2 separate regions of the Sus scrofa genome follow, and region 2 is linked to region 1. The links are chromatin contacts, called in public Hi-C maps. All regions are on one chromosome and are shown on one strand. The core of a region is the stretch at or near the end of the contact, and the rest is flanking DNA. Distances in the headings are between cores, read along the strand shown.

Region 1 (7,141 bases), core at 3,070-5,569:
AATTGTTTTGCATCTCATTTTTCCAACAGTCTTATTTTTATTTTCATGGCTAAAGGCAGCAGCCATAATGGTCAAAGCACAGGGACTTGGGAACAAATTGCTTAGGCTTAAATAAAGGCTCTGCTACCCCCTAGGCTGGATGAATCTCTTAGTTTCCTCAACAAAAAATGGAGATAAAACATTATCTACCTCATAGGAATAAACAAATTAATTAAGCATTTAAAAATGAATTATAAGCAGAAATGTATTCCAGATTTCTTGTCATTCCACACTTATTAAAATGGCTGCATGACCCCCTCAGCCAAACTATTAAACAGACACTGAAGAGAAAACTGGCAAGGAGAATTCATTCGAAATAAAATTGGCTTCCTAACATTCTCCCTCCCCACCACCAAATTTCAAGAGCTCAGGTAAAATAGGATTCAACTGAAATCAACCTGAAATTCCCTGGTGGCGTAGCAGCTAGGGATTTGGTGGTGTCACTACTGTGGCTCTGGTTCAATCCCTGGCCTGGGAACTTCCACTCGCTGTGGGCTTGGCAAAAACAATCAACTGAAAGAATATTTGAAAGGATATTTGTATCAATACATACAAACTGTTTTGAGTGCCCTGGGGAAAAAAAAAAAAAATTTAAAGTCTCACCCAAGTTTATGGGTCCAGTGGTCAACAACGGAAAAACACAAAGCAACTGACTTGTAATTTCTGTAAAGCATTTTAAATGTTTGTCTTGTAAAACCACAAAAATACTTTAAGAACAACAACAATCAATTCCCAGGGGAACTCACAAAAGTAAACTTTAGTATTTAAAGAATGTAGAAAGGTAAACTGAAACTGACTCCTAGGGAAAGAAGACAGTTTATTTTACTATTAATTCCAAAATTTTCATTCACAATTACCATTTTATTATTTTATCTTTTAGACAGACTGCAACTTGAAACTCAAGCATCTTCCCAAATACTGAAGTTAACTGTTTTTGGTTTCCATTCTATGCCTTTTTGTTTTCAGTTAAACTTCTGGATCTAATGGTTTAAAAAAAAAAAACACAACGAAAAACAGCAAACAAAAAGACAGCCTTTTGTTTGAAAGGGCACAACCATGAGACACTCCACATGTAAAGTTTGTTTACACTCTTCTAATAAATACCCCAAACTTAACAGCACTCTGATCTCTTTCAAGCATTACACATAAAAGACCTTAGAAAAGTCCAGCAATCGACCAAAACTACAAATCTAAGTCTACTGAAGACTACCAATCAGTTTACTTTTGGATGGGACTTACAGAGAAGGTGACTTATGTTACTAAACTAAAAACATGAGCCATCACCAACTTCATTTTTTCCTTATAAGCAATAAATATCAAAGAGCAAATATTTCAACAAATAGGATAAACCAACCTCGGAGCATAGTTGGCTGATAAAATTACCACCACAGCACAATTTAAAAACTATAAGCAACTACAAAAAAAAAAAAATAAAAAAACAATCAACACCACACCCACTCTTATGTAAACTTTTGGAGTAAGCAAACTTCTTCAGCCTCACCTTAGTTTTCGCCTAGCAAATTCTTCAAGATAAGACACGAACTGCAAGATCTAAAGATCCAGTAGTTGTCCCCGTAGGAGAAACAACTCAGAATTTAAGACCTGTTAGCGTATTTAAGTTACCAAGCTCAGGGCACTTCCCCAAGCTACAGCCATTTTAGATTCAGCCTTTCTTTTGAATTTCATGGGGGTGGGGAGAGGTAGATGTTAAACAGAAAGGAAAAAAAAAAAGTCCTCGGTAGGAGACTTCGAGATGGACCAGCCTTTCCCCCCCGCCGCCCCCGAAAGGAAAGGTGCTGGACAGACGGAATCGAAATGAACGAAAACACCTCGCTGCCCAGAGGCAGCGGGACACGGGGCAAGTGGGGGAGGGAGGCAAAGCTCTCCGTTTCCCCGCAAAGACCCCACGTTTGCCTCACTCGCTTTCTTCCTTAGACTTTCCATCCCTGGAAAACAAAAGCCCTCGGCGCTCACTTAGGAAGGGAAGAAAGAGACACCCGGGCACCAGGCTGCTGAGCCACCACCGAGACGGACCGCCTGGAGGGGAGCCAGGGAGCCGCAGGTGAGCACGGCGACCCCAAGACCGAAGTTGAAGCGGGAGCGCTCAGGCGGAGCCGCGCCGACGCTCGCGGGCACGGCTGCCCGCGCCGGGCGAGGTGCGGCGTCGGAACCGCACGACGCGTGGGCTCGCCCCCGGCTCCCCGGACCGACCTACACCCAACCACCTGTGTGAGAGCCTCCCGCAACTTGCTGCAACAGCCGCTCGGTCGGGGACCGGGCGGAGGCCCGCGCCGGACGACGCGAGATCCCCCCCCCGCCCAGGTGTCCGCAACGCGCACTCACCGGGCAGCCGCGGAGCTCCAGCTAGGGGCCAGTCGCGGCGTCTCAGGGCGCGTCCCCCGCTTCCTGCTCCCGCGGAGGTGAAGAGCCCACAACCATAACAAAGCTCTTCCCAAAATGGCTGCCCGGCCCACACGGCCCAGGAGGGGCAGAGCGGGCGCAGGGGGAGGAGCGAAGGCCAGCCCGGCCCCCCCGCCCGGCCCCGCCTCTGACACGCCCCCTCGCTTGCCCCGCCCACAGGCGCGCACGCGCACGGGCGCTGCTCGGGCGACCGCCGCCGGCGCTCCGAGCGCCAACGTGCGGCCGCGAGAACAGCGGTTGTCCCTCGCCCCGCCCCCAGCCCTCCCTCCGCAGCGGCTTGCGGCCGTGCCCGGTCGCCCCCGCCCCTCTGCAGGGGAGAACCCTGCTTTTCCGCGCGCCGCCTTAGAGGCGGAGATCAACTGGGTTTGATACTCCCCTTCCATTGCCTCTCCCGACACTCGGGCCTGGGCGCGTGCGAACGAGTGGGTGGGTGTGTACGGTGTGCCCGTTTCAACACGCCCCTTCGTCCTGCACACCCCACCTCTGGGGAAGCACGCCTCTCCGAACTACCTCTACAGGTGCTCACCGGTAGGCGTGTGTGTTTGCCGACCCCTTCCCACTTTCGGCTCCTGCCTTCCACGTGCGCGCGCGTCGCTAAGACTCCAGCCCCCAGCGGGCCTCGCTGCCGGGCTCTGGAGTCCTGCGCGGCTGGGCCCGAGGCGTTGCCCACTGGGAGTGCTAGTTCCGCCCGACCGCTGGCGTCACGCCCCTGTCCCAGCACCGGGAGGATTTCGGGTCTGAGTCTGCTCCCGTGCCAGGGCGGAGAAGCTGTTTCTCTGACCCAAAGTTTCATTGGGTGTCGCGTAACGGGAAGGGGCGGCGCTGCCATGACGGAGGAGGAAATAAAAGTGAAAGCCGATAGCGGCTGGAAGGGGTTAGCATCAGGAAGAATGTGCTGTGAGCCCGTTCTGCACGCGAAGCTAAACCTTGAGAGAGCTGGTAACCAGGAAGCTAGACTACATAGAATCTGGAGGAATGTGAAACTGGCCATCCTGGGCCGGTTCAGGTCTCCCATTGTCTTCAGACAGATACGTCTAGTGGTGCTTCCTTTTTTTTTTTTTTTTCCAGCCGCACTCGCGGCGTAGGAAAGTGCTCTGGTCAGGGATTCATTCCGAGCCAGAGCTGCGACTTACGCCATAGCTGCAGCAAGGAGAGATCCTTAACCCATTGCAGTGGGCTGGGCATCCAACTGGCACCTCTACAGAGACAAGTGGGGTCATTAACCAGCTGTGCCACAGCGGGAACTCCCGATGACAGACTGAAATTGAAGCTCAGAGAAGGGAAGGGACTTGCTCAAGGTCACCTAGCTCACAAACAAAAGTTAAAGCGGAGAGCGACAGGAGGAATAATCTAACTTCCGGGTCACCCTCAAGCCCAAGACTCTTACCACGTCTTTCATGGAAGTGAAAGTCCTGCCCCGGTGCTTTTTATTTCTTAACTAAGTTTTCAGTTAGCAGCAAAGAAAATGAAGTGGAAACAGGTGTTTGTTTTCTTAGCTAGTATTAGTTCAGGACCCCAATGAGAAGGGAGATGTGCCCCGTTGATCCTAGAAACTTTGTTGTTACGCAAAGTAAAAAAATGAATTCCAGAGATAGCAAGCAATTTGGCCAAGTCATACTTGGCCTAGACTCCAAATCTCTCCTACCTTGCTCCACCACCATCACTCTGAGATGGTTCCAGTAGTTTCACTCCACCTTCCCGAACTCTGCGGAGCAGATTCTTCTGGCTGGGAAACCTGGAATAGAAAGGCAAGGACCGTTCAGATGCCCTAAGAATTCCAAAGCCGGCTTTCACTAGAATCAAGATGTTAGAGTCCAAGACAGAAAGCCTGGAATTGGGAACCAGTTAGGGGTGGTTAGGTCTCCAGCCGGACTGATTTTTTTCCGGCTCCCAGGAAGTGGGAGGCTAATAACCCCCACTTGCCGGAAGTGCTTTTTCCAGAGAGCCTGGCCAATCTTGCAGCTCAGCTTTCCACCTCCCCGCGCGACGCTGGCAAGTAAGTAACAGCGCTGCTGCGACCAGTGCAGGTTGGGAAAGGGGGGCACCAAGCCTTCAGAGTAAAACTGAAACCGCAGGCACAGTTGGGCACAGTTTCCCGAGGATCTTTGCATCCAGACCCCGCCTTCCCTTTTCTCTGCTGTCGGCGCTGAGACTTGCATTTTGCAACTCTTATATTTGAGGCAGTGGAAACCTTGAGCTTTTTCACCAAAATTGAGCAGATTAACACTTGGGGCTTTGTCCTTTAAACCCCTCACCAGTTGCCGTCCTCAGGCTTTTAGGGTGTCACTTTTTCGCTTCAATACTCTTGAGATGGGAAGCACATGTCACCTTGCATAGAAAGTTCGAAAGGTTGAGGGAGCATTAAGCTTTTTAATGGGGTGATTTTGAACAAAGGTGAATGTGTGGGCCATGCGGATACGTGTGTCTGGGAGTCAGGAGTAGATGTGTGTTATCTAACCTCTGCTCAGAGGCCAGAGATAAACGTCCTGCTTGCTTCCTTATTCATAGAATGAAGACACTGACTGGCTGGTGTACAGAATTTCTTGACCCAGCCCTAAGATCTGTAGTCAAGAAATTAGTTCACCAAGTTTTTTAATCAAGCAGCAACTGTGGGGTTTGGATTTTTAGACACCTCATTCTTCTGGTTAAGAATGGAACTCATGTAAACATGATAGATGTAGATTCATATTTTCACACAGCCACTTACTGGGCTGCTTATATTGTGTAAGGTGGGAATAATAGCTAATATTTTTTGAGTGCCTACTTTGTGTTAGGAACAGTTGTCAGCTCTTTACATGTATTGACTTTTTTTTTTTTTTAAAAATACAAAGACCCTATGTAGTTATTATAAGCCTTGTAGATGAGTGAACTGCACCATAGCCAGCTTAAATAATTTGTCCAAAGTGATATAGCTAATACTATGTTGGAGCCAGGATTCCAAACCAGATTATTTGACTCAAGTCTGCACTCTAACTTAACAGGCAATACTGTTTCCAGCACCAAGTTGATGAGGTCATTGTATTGAATGAGTTAGTGCATATAAAACACATAGTTACAGTGCCTGCTAAATTGTATTGATTGCTACTATCATTACTTTGAGCTGTAAACTACAAAGCCCCAAAACATACCTTAAGGGAAAAAAAAAAAAAAAGCAGAGAAGCTATATGACTTTCAGTGTTTTGTCTTTTTTTCTTCGGCCGCACCCGTATGGAAGTCCCAGGCTAGAGGTCGAATTGGAGCTGTAGCCACCAACCTACGCCAGAACCACAGCAACTCGGGATTTGAGTTGTGTCTGTGACCCATACACCACAGCTCACAGCAACGCCAGATCCTTAACCCACTGAGCGAGGCCAGGGATCGAACCTGCAACCTCATGGTTCCTAGTTGGATTTGTTAACCACTGAGCCACAACGGGAACTCCTATGACTTCCAGTGTTAAAGATGAGAAAGCTGCACTCCAAGGAAACAATTTACTCAAGGTCACACAGCTGGGAAATGAGGGAGGCATTTGTAAAACCCAGATCTATTGTCTCTATGCATTAATTACGTTGTAATACCAGACATCAAAAGCTTAAAAAAATGGTTCAGAGAAGAAAAGGATCTATTAATATGTTAACTGATTTTTTGAAAACATTAGTGATTGTTTTCCAAGGAAACTGTGTTATATGGAAGAAATCCTCCCGAATTACTACTTTTAAAAAACTATGTATAAAATGAAGAAAATAAATGACATCTTATTTTGTACATAGCAGCATGCTTCTGATTAAGACCCTCCAGTTAGCTGTAAAAATACATTAATCAGAACTGCCTGGCATCTTCCTAAGCAAGACTCTCAATGAGGCCCAATATGCTTCGCTTCATCCAGAAGTTTTCTCGAGCATCTTCAAAGGTTAGTTTATTCAGCAAATATTTGAGCACTACTTTCCAGGCATTGCTTGGCTAGGCAATAGCAGTGAAGAAGAAAAAAATCCTTTCCTCTTATATTCTGGTTGAAATGTTTGCTGTGTCAAGTGTTACATGCTATAGAGAACTTTAGAGCAGGGAGGGGGAATAGAGAACAGTAGACTTAAGGATTGCATTTACAAGCAGGGTGATCAGCAGTGAGGGAAGGAGCCATGCAAGTAGCTCAGGGAAGAACATTCTATACAAAAAGAAAAAAAGAGGAGTTCCTGCTGTGGCACAATGGGTTAATGATCTGGCTTGTCTCCATGGAGGCACTGGTTCAATCCCTAGCCCAGCACAGCGGGTTAAGGATCCAGCATTGCTACAGATGTGGCACAGGTTGCAGCTCTGGCTCCAGTTTGATCCCTGGCCTGGGAACTTCCACGTGCTGCAGGTCCAGCTGAAAAAGAAAAAAGATGGAATCATTCCTAGCATTTTGGGTAATCACCAAGATTCTTAAATAACTATTCCATTTTTTCTTTCATCCAACATTTTTTTTTTTTTTTGAGTTACTCTTGATCTGTTTATCTGTTGAAATATGGAATCTTCTCACTAAAGCCCAGAATCAGCAGGGTTATTGCTTTGGCCATGTACCATGAAAGGCATTGGGGATTTTTTAAGGCAAAGAAAAAAATTATGGTCCTCGCCCTTGAACCTACTGAGACAGACAAGTAAACACATGATTTTAATTCACTGTGAGAATTATGATGAAAGTGTGCATGGTGTTTTTACTTATTGG
Region 2 (7,141 bases), core at 1,345-3,844, 810 kb before region 1:
CGTCTCATTTCCCCCACCTCTTCTGGGCTCCGTTCACACCCTGCCTCACACACCTGCTAGCGTGGAGAGGACACGCACCAGTAGAGAGAGAAGAATGGGTATCTCTGTGTAAACAGTCATTTATGTGTGCCTGTATGCAAAAGGACACATGCATACCTTATGTGTGCAGCATATGGGCTGATTATGGCTGGTGCTGTAGATGCCAGGATAAGTCAGTCTTGATCCCTGTTCTTCAAATGGAGACAGACAGAAGAAAACTCTTAACCCAGTGAGTGGCTTTAGTGTGTGACAAGGGAGTTCCCACTGTGGCACAAGGGTTAATGATCTGGCTTGCCTCTGTGGAAGTGTTGGTTTGATCCCTGCCCAGAATAATGGGTTAAGGAACCGGTGTTGCCACAGCTGTGGCATAGGTTGCAGTTGAGGCTCGGATTCAATCGCAGGAACTTCCACCTGCCATGGGTGCAGCCAAAGAAGTGTGACGGATGAGAGCAAATGATGCTGAGACTATGAGGAGTCTTTCTGGTCTTGCCACCAGGGAGAGAGGAGGGGAAGGCCTCCTGGAGGAGGAAACATTTGTTGGGTTTGGTAGAAAGTGAAGGGGTTTGTTTGGGGGGAGGGGAAGAAAGTGGCATTCTACTCACAGAGGCGCAAAAGGAGCTGGCGCGACATTTAGTGTGGCGGGACTGAGAGTGTGAGTGGAGGAGAAGGAGAGAGGACCGGGGGAGGATGCCAGGGGCTAGTTCCTGCAGGACCTTCAAGAATTAGGACTTCTTTTACCCAGTGGAGATTCACTGGAGCTTTCAGGTAAAGGAGTGAGAGGACTTGCAAGCTGAAGAGATTAGGGATTGGGGAGTTCCCGTGTGGGCTCAGCAGAAACGAACCCAACTGTATCCATGAGGATAAGGATTCGATCCCTGGCCTAGCTTAGTGGGTTAAGGATCTGGCATTGCCGTGAGCTGTCAGGCTGACAGAGACAGCTCTGATTTGACCCCTAGCCCTGGGAACTTTCATATGGCAGCCCTAAAAAAAAAAAAGAGAGAGAGAGAGAGACGTGGAACTGGCATGACCCAGTGCTTTTTTTCTGGATGTGGGGGTGAGAGGGAGAGGTCATGGATGAAATTCAAGTTTCTGGTTAAAACAGAAGTGTCTCTGCCTCATGAAGGGGACACATGGAGAAAGATAAGTGTTGCGAAAGGGAGAGTGGACTTTTCACATGGCTCTTATCTAGTTTGATTAGTGGGGAATGTACTAGAAGGTAGGTTGCTGGGCTTGGCTTTGCTAGTTCCTCGTTCCTCCAGGCTTGCCCATTCTCTGGCGCTGGTGATTCCCCACCTCCCTTGGCCTGGGAGGTCTGCTTGGTCCTGGAGCTGCTGGGAACCTGGGTGGCTCACTGCTCCAAGCTTGGCCTGCTCACTGCTTCTGGGCTTGGGCTGGGTCCTTGGAAAAGGGACACTGGGGCACAACCCACGTTCATTTCTGTTCCCAGCTGTGCCTGGAGTTTGTGGTGAAGGTGCTGGATGTGGAGCTAGTTTGTGAGGCTCTGCAGGTGGGTGCTGCTGGGCAGGCCTATAGGTGATCCAGGTGTGGAGGGCTGGGCTACATGGCCTTTTCCATCTCCAACCTGACCTCTCTCATGCTGCTCTCAGGTGGCCGTAACCTTTGGCCTGGGATCGCTGCAGGAGCGTTGTGTAGCCTTCATAGAGGCCCACAGCCAGGTACAGCTCCACACCTTCATACTCCCGACCCCACATCCTGCTCCTCTCTGACCCAATTTTGGACCCACAGGAGGCCCTCCGGACCCGTGGTTTCCTGGAGCTGTCGGCGCCAGCATTGCTGCCCCTGCTGCGCAGCGACAAGCTCTGCGTGGACGAGGCCGAGCTCGTCCTGGCGGCCCGGAGCTGGGCACGCGTGGGCGCGGTAAGCGAGGGTTGAGGGGAATGCCCGTGGCGCTGCTGAACGAGGCTTGGGGCGCAGGAACCCGGCGAGCGAGCGGGCGGGCGGCTGAGCAGATGCCCCCGCTCGCCCGGGCTCAGCGCTGGCGTCGACAGGCGGTGCTGGAGCGGCCTGTGGCCGAGGTGGCGGCTCCGGTAGTGCGGGAGCTGAGACTGGCCTTACTGGCCCCTGCAGAACTGAGCGCCCTGGAAGAGCAGAACCGGAGGGAGCCACTCATCCCGGTGCGGACGCGGGGAACCGGGCTCAGATCCACTCCGGGGCGTGGGGGAAGCGCGGGGGGCGCCGGCCTGGGTCTGCAGGGCGAGGTGGGCCCTGCGGGACACCGCGGTGACCCGGTTTCCCTGCAGGTGGAGCAGATCGTGGAGGCGTGGAAATGCCACGCTCTGAGGAGAGGGGATGCGGCCCGGGGCGCCCTGTGCCGCCGCCGGAGGGGCACCCTGCCCCGGGAGCATCACCGCTTTCTGGACCCGCCCTTTAAGTGACCAAAGGCCGCCGGGTCCGGGGACTTCCGGCTCTCTGCCAAACTCCAGCTCCCGCCATGCTCGGCGCACGGAGACGGCTTCCGCTCCCAGCATGCCGTGCGAGGAGGGCGCGGGAAGCGCGCGGCGGTGGCGGGGGGGGATACGCGGTCGGCCACGCGCAGGCGCGGTGGGCGAGGCGCCCGGGCGGTGGAGGGCGGGTCTGCGCGGCGCGGGGCGGCCCAGGGCTGGGCCTCCGCCTCCAGCCCCGCGCGAAATCCGAAAGCGGTGTCCCTCGCGCCAGCGCTCCAGCTCTATGGGCGGTTCCCGGGAGCCCGGCACTTTTGCGCAGCCCGGTCCCTCTCGTAAGCCACGCATATATTTCAGCCCAGCTCCCTCTGTGTCGCCAGGCCCCCGCCCCGCAGCTCCCTCTCCGTGCCCCACAGGCGACGCAGCTTCGGTCCAAAACTGAGCTCCCGCCGCATCCTTGACCAGTTCGGCCCCCATAGGGTTTCCCATCTCCTGGGTGTCTCCTCCGTGCTTTACGCCTCTTCTTCACATCGGGCTCCCGGGACTTCTACCTACGAAGAGACTGAAAGCAGATGCCTGCCCAGAATATGCCTTTTTAGCGTGGGGTTATTTTAAGTTGAGTATTTTGAGAAAAAGGAGAACTTTGAAAACAGAGAAGTTACCCTTTTGTAAGGGAAATTTTTATGAAGGAAAGCTCCATGCGTAAGGTGTCTCCCTGTACCAGGAGGAGGATGACTACGAAGAATCTTGCCTTGCGGTCGCCACTGAAATACACCTAGTAAACCTTAGCCTTGCTCTCGGTGCTTTTTCCTGATGGCCTTCCCATAACTGGCCTCCCCACACTTTTCTTTCCTTTGTCTTTAGCTGAAGATGGTATCTACACAGGTATTTTAGGCCACCTCAGGAAGTTACTCGTTTTCCCCTGGGTATCTCCCATGTATAACATGTTAATAAATTGGTTTTTTTTTTCCCCCTCTTATTCCTCTGTCTTATTTCAGAGGTCTCAGCCAAGAGCTCAGAGGTTAGGGGAAAATTCTTTTTCCTCTCCTGCAAGATCTTTCCCGTCAGTCCCATGCCTCAGCCCAGTTCAGCCAGGCCTATATCTGTGGCAGGAATTACTGCCATGGGCTCTTGATTGCTTTCCTGACTTCGTGCCTGCGGAATTCCCCCCCCGCCCATTTCCCACTGTCACCAGACTTCTTGTTGGGCTATGGCCTCACAGGCCTGTAAGGTCTGTACTTGCCCAGCTTCAGCTTCAGCAAGACCCAAGAATGAGCCTGGAATCAGCAGCGGAGACATCAGCGTTTCATGGACTGGGGGATCTTACATGTCCGAAGCAAGGTCCAGGAGCGACACCCCATTGTGTGCTGCAGAAGGTGGGTAGGATGGGGCAGGCCTCACTCCTGGGGGGAAGGGGAGTTGATGTCAGCTTGGCTCATTGGCCGTCAGGGAAACCAGCAGAGGGCACTCCCCTCACCACCCCTTGAGAAGAACAATCATTAGCTGGTGCCTGGGGCAAATCTGTAGGAAGCTTAGTCCTGTGTGTAGGCTGTAGGTGAATAGGCAGGCACTGGTTGAGCAGGGGATGTACAGAGAGCAAAAAAAAAGAACAGCCATCTTGAGTGGCCTGACCATACACTTATCTAAGATCGTCAGTCCTACTCATATCAACTTCCTTCAGAAGTTCTCATATGGCACAGCGGGTTAAGGATCCAGCTATGTCAGTGCAGTGGCTCTGGTCTCTGCTGTGGCATGGGTTCAGTCCCTGGCCTGGCAACTTCCATATGCTGATGGGCATGGCCAAAAAAAAAAAAGAAAAAAAAAATCATCAACATCCCCATTGCCCTCAGGACAAAATATAATGTATTTCACTTTCAGGGGAACTCAGCGTTATTAGCGGTGCCAAGTAGTAGCAACTCTCAACTGTACCTTTGCATAAATTCCCTGGTGCCGAAGGCAGTGGTCCTCTAGCTCTGGGTCTGCTCTCTCGATTATTGAAGACTCCCCATGCTCCCCTTTCATTTGCTACACATTTTGTCTTCCTGAATCTCCCTGAAGGAAGATCTCTGGGCCTGAAGTTGTGCCTTGCTCATCTCTGCTTCCCAGTCCTTGTCATATAATCAGTGCTCCGTAAATGTTCAGAGATGACTTTGGTTTGTTTTTTTTTTCCCTGCCTGGGCATGCAGTAGCTTGATGTGGGATCTCAGTTCCCAGACCAGGGATTGAACCCAGGCTGCAGTGGTGAAAGCAGCAAGTCCTAGACCATCAGGGAATTCCTGACCTTGTTTTCTTTTCTTTTTTTTTTTTTTTTTTTTGTTGTTGTTGTTGCTATTTCTTGGGCCGCTCCCGCGGCATATGGAGGTTCCCAGGCTAGGGGTTGAATCAGAGCTGTAGCCACCGGCCTACGCCAGAGCCACAGCAACACAGGATCCGAGCCGCGTCTGCAACCTACACCACAGCTCACGGCAATGCCGGATCGTTAACCCACTGAGCAAGGGCAGGGATCGAACCCGCAACCTCATGGTTCCTAGTCGGATTCGTTAACCACTGCGCCACGACGGGAACTCCTGACCTTGTTTTCTGATTTAAACTCCATAGAGGGTTTAAAGGAGCTACAAAACAAGATACTATCAAGTGAAATTAGGGGCAGTTGACGAGGGGAAAAAAAAGTTATTCTCAGGGATTTTATTTTATTTTATTTTTTGGCCTTTTTTTTTTTTTTTTTCTTCTTTGGTCTTTTCAGGGCCACACCCGTGGCATATGGAGGTTCCCAGGCTAGGGGTCTAATCAGAGCTGTAGCCGCCAGCCTACACCACAGCCACAGCAACGCAGGATCCGAGCCACGCCTGCGACCTACACCACAGCTCATGGCAATGCCAGATCCTTAATGCACTGAGCAAGGCCAGGGATCGAACCTGCTACCTCATGGTTCCTAGTCGGATTCACTCCCGCTGTGCCATGACAGGAACTCCAGGGATTTTATATAAAAATATGTTGCACATGGATTAAAGATAGTCATTCGGGAGTTGCCGTCGTGGTTAGTGAATCCAACTAGGAACCTTGTGATGAGCAAGGCACAACTTCAGGCCCAGAGATCTTCCTTCAGGGAGATTCAGGAAGACAAAATGTGTAACAAATGAAAGTAGTTAGTGAATCCGACTAGGAACCATGAGGTTGCGGGTTCGAGCCCTGGCTTTGCTCAGTGGGTTAAGGATCCGGCATTGCTGTGACCTGTGTAGGTTGCAGACGCAGCTCGGATCTGGCGTTGCTGTGGCTCTGGCGTAGGCCGGCGGCTACAGCTCCGATTCGACCCCTAGCCTGGGAACCTCCATATACTGTGGTGTGGCCTTAAAAAGCTAAATAAATAAACTGACAAACGACAGATTAACAGGGGAAAAGCATATAAATTTATTTAATTTTTTTGTGACACGGGAGCCTTCATAAGGAAAGGAAAACCGGGAGAGACAGTTAAACCAAAGTATTTTTATGCCAGGTTAAAGAGTATGAAGGGGAATCAGTCTGGGGGGAATTTAGAATTCTCTTCAGAGTCTCATTGTCCTTGGAGATAAGGATGCTCCTTTGCTCCCAGTATAGGAAAGGCGTCTCTCACCTGAGGGTTTTATGTCCCATGTCGTGGAAGAAGGGTTCGGGGAGTGGGGAGGTCAGAATGATTTTCCTGTCTTCTCCAATTCTTTCAGCTTAAAATATTCAGTATATCGAGGTGCCATATTTGGAGGGTCATGTCCTAAGCCCCATCAGTGGCACAGTGACTATGCCTCTTTTGGATCCAGGCTGCGTGGGTTTGAATCTCAGCTCCACCACTTCCTGGCTTTGTGACTTGAGTGAGGCTATGTAATTTTCTTTCTTTTCCATTTATAAAATGGAGATCATGGGAGTTCTGCTTGGCGCAGTGCGTTAATGATCCAACTTGTCTTTGTGGTGTTGCCTGTTAAATCCCTGGCTGGGCACAGTGGGTTAAGGATCCCGTGTTACAGCAGCTCTAGCATTGGTTGCAGATGTGGCTTGGATTCAATCTCTGGCCCGGAAGAACTTCCGTATCGCAGTGGGAGTAGCCAAAAACAGGGGCGGGGTGGGGGGGCGGGGATGGAGATCATAAGAGAGCATGTTTAGGGAGTTCCCATCGTGGCTCAGTGGGTTAAGAACCCGACTAGTATCCATGAGGATGTGGATTTGATCCCTGGCCTCGCTCATTGGGTTAAGGATCTGGTGTTGCGGTGAGCTGTGGTATAGGTCGCAGACAAGGCTTGGATCTGGCGTGGCTGTGGCTGTGGTGTAGGCCGGCGGCTGCAGCTCCGATTCGGCCCCTAGCCTGGGAACTTGCATATGCCTCAGATGTGCCCTAAAATGAAAAAAATCTAGTTGGGTTCTTAAGATTAAATTGATTTTGTAAAGCTTAGAACTGTAGTGGGACAGTACGTATGTTTAGAAAATAATGCATTCATTTGTTCCACAAATATTCATCGAGTGGTCATCGATGTAGTGATTTAGGGCACGTGATGCATCAGAAAACGAGTCAGGCGAAGTCTCTGCCTCACAGAACTTACGTTTTAGGAGAAACATACAGCAGACAAGTAAAGAAATTCATGTGTGGTATTTCAGGGAGTGGTTTGCACCAAAAAATAAAGCATGTTAAAGGGATAAATAGTGGTGTGGCTGTGGGACCCTTTCATACAGCGAGG

What was found. A called contact is a pair of places that touch in the nucleus more often than the background predicts.
Region 2: a contact with region 1 is called in a Hi-C map of liver, with 1.7 times the contacts expected there. The contact joins the enhancer-like site here to the promoter of TMEM69 in region 1. A contact is called at or near these places in 1 of 5 promoter capture datasets (liver), 1 of 47 Hi-C or Micro-C datasets (liver) and 2 of 2 datasets of contacts at active chromatin or transcription factors (alveolar macrophages and skeletal muscle).

What each region holds. Positions count from the first base shown.
Region 1 is chr6:165,706,161-165,713,301 of Sscrofa11.1, reverse strand. It overlaps TMEM69 (transmembrane protein 69), which reads left to right and starts at 4,319. Exons shown (of 3, transcript XM_021096737.1): 1 at 4,319-4,456; 2 at 6,210-6,349. The coding sequence starts at 6,296. GPBP1L1 (vasculin-like protein 1) reads right to left here and starts at 4,338. Exons shown (of 12, transcript XM_021096736.1): 1 at 4,106-4,338.
Region 2 is chr6:166,516,539-166,523,679 of Sscrofa11.1, reverse strand. BTBD19 (BTB/POZ domain-containing protein 19) reads left to right here. Exons shown (of 8, transcript XM_021096773.1): 4 at 1-98; 5 at 1,487-1,546; 6 at 1,647-1,715; 7 at 1,786-1,917; 8 at 2,049-3,414. The coding sequence ends at 2,435. Among named protein-coding and RNA genes, the nearest start is that of BTBD19, 6.6 kb to the left of the region's middle. Within about 2 kb of position 2,594, at least 66 of the 83 cell types and tissues checked have an H3K27ac peak or open chromatin away from gene starts, as enhancers often do. A contact at or near this core is called in alveolar macrophages, liver and skeletal muscle, where this site is marked.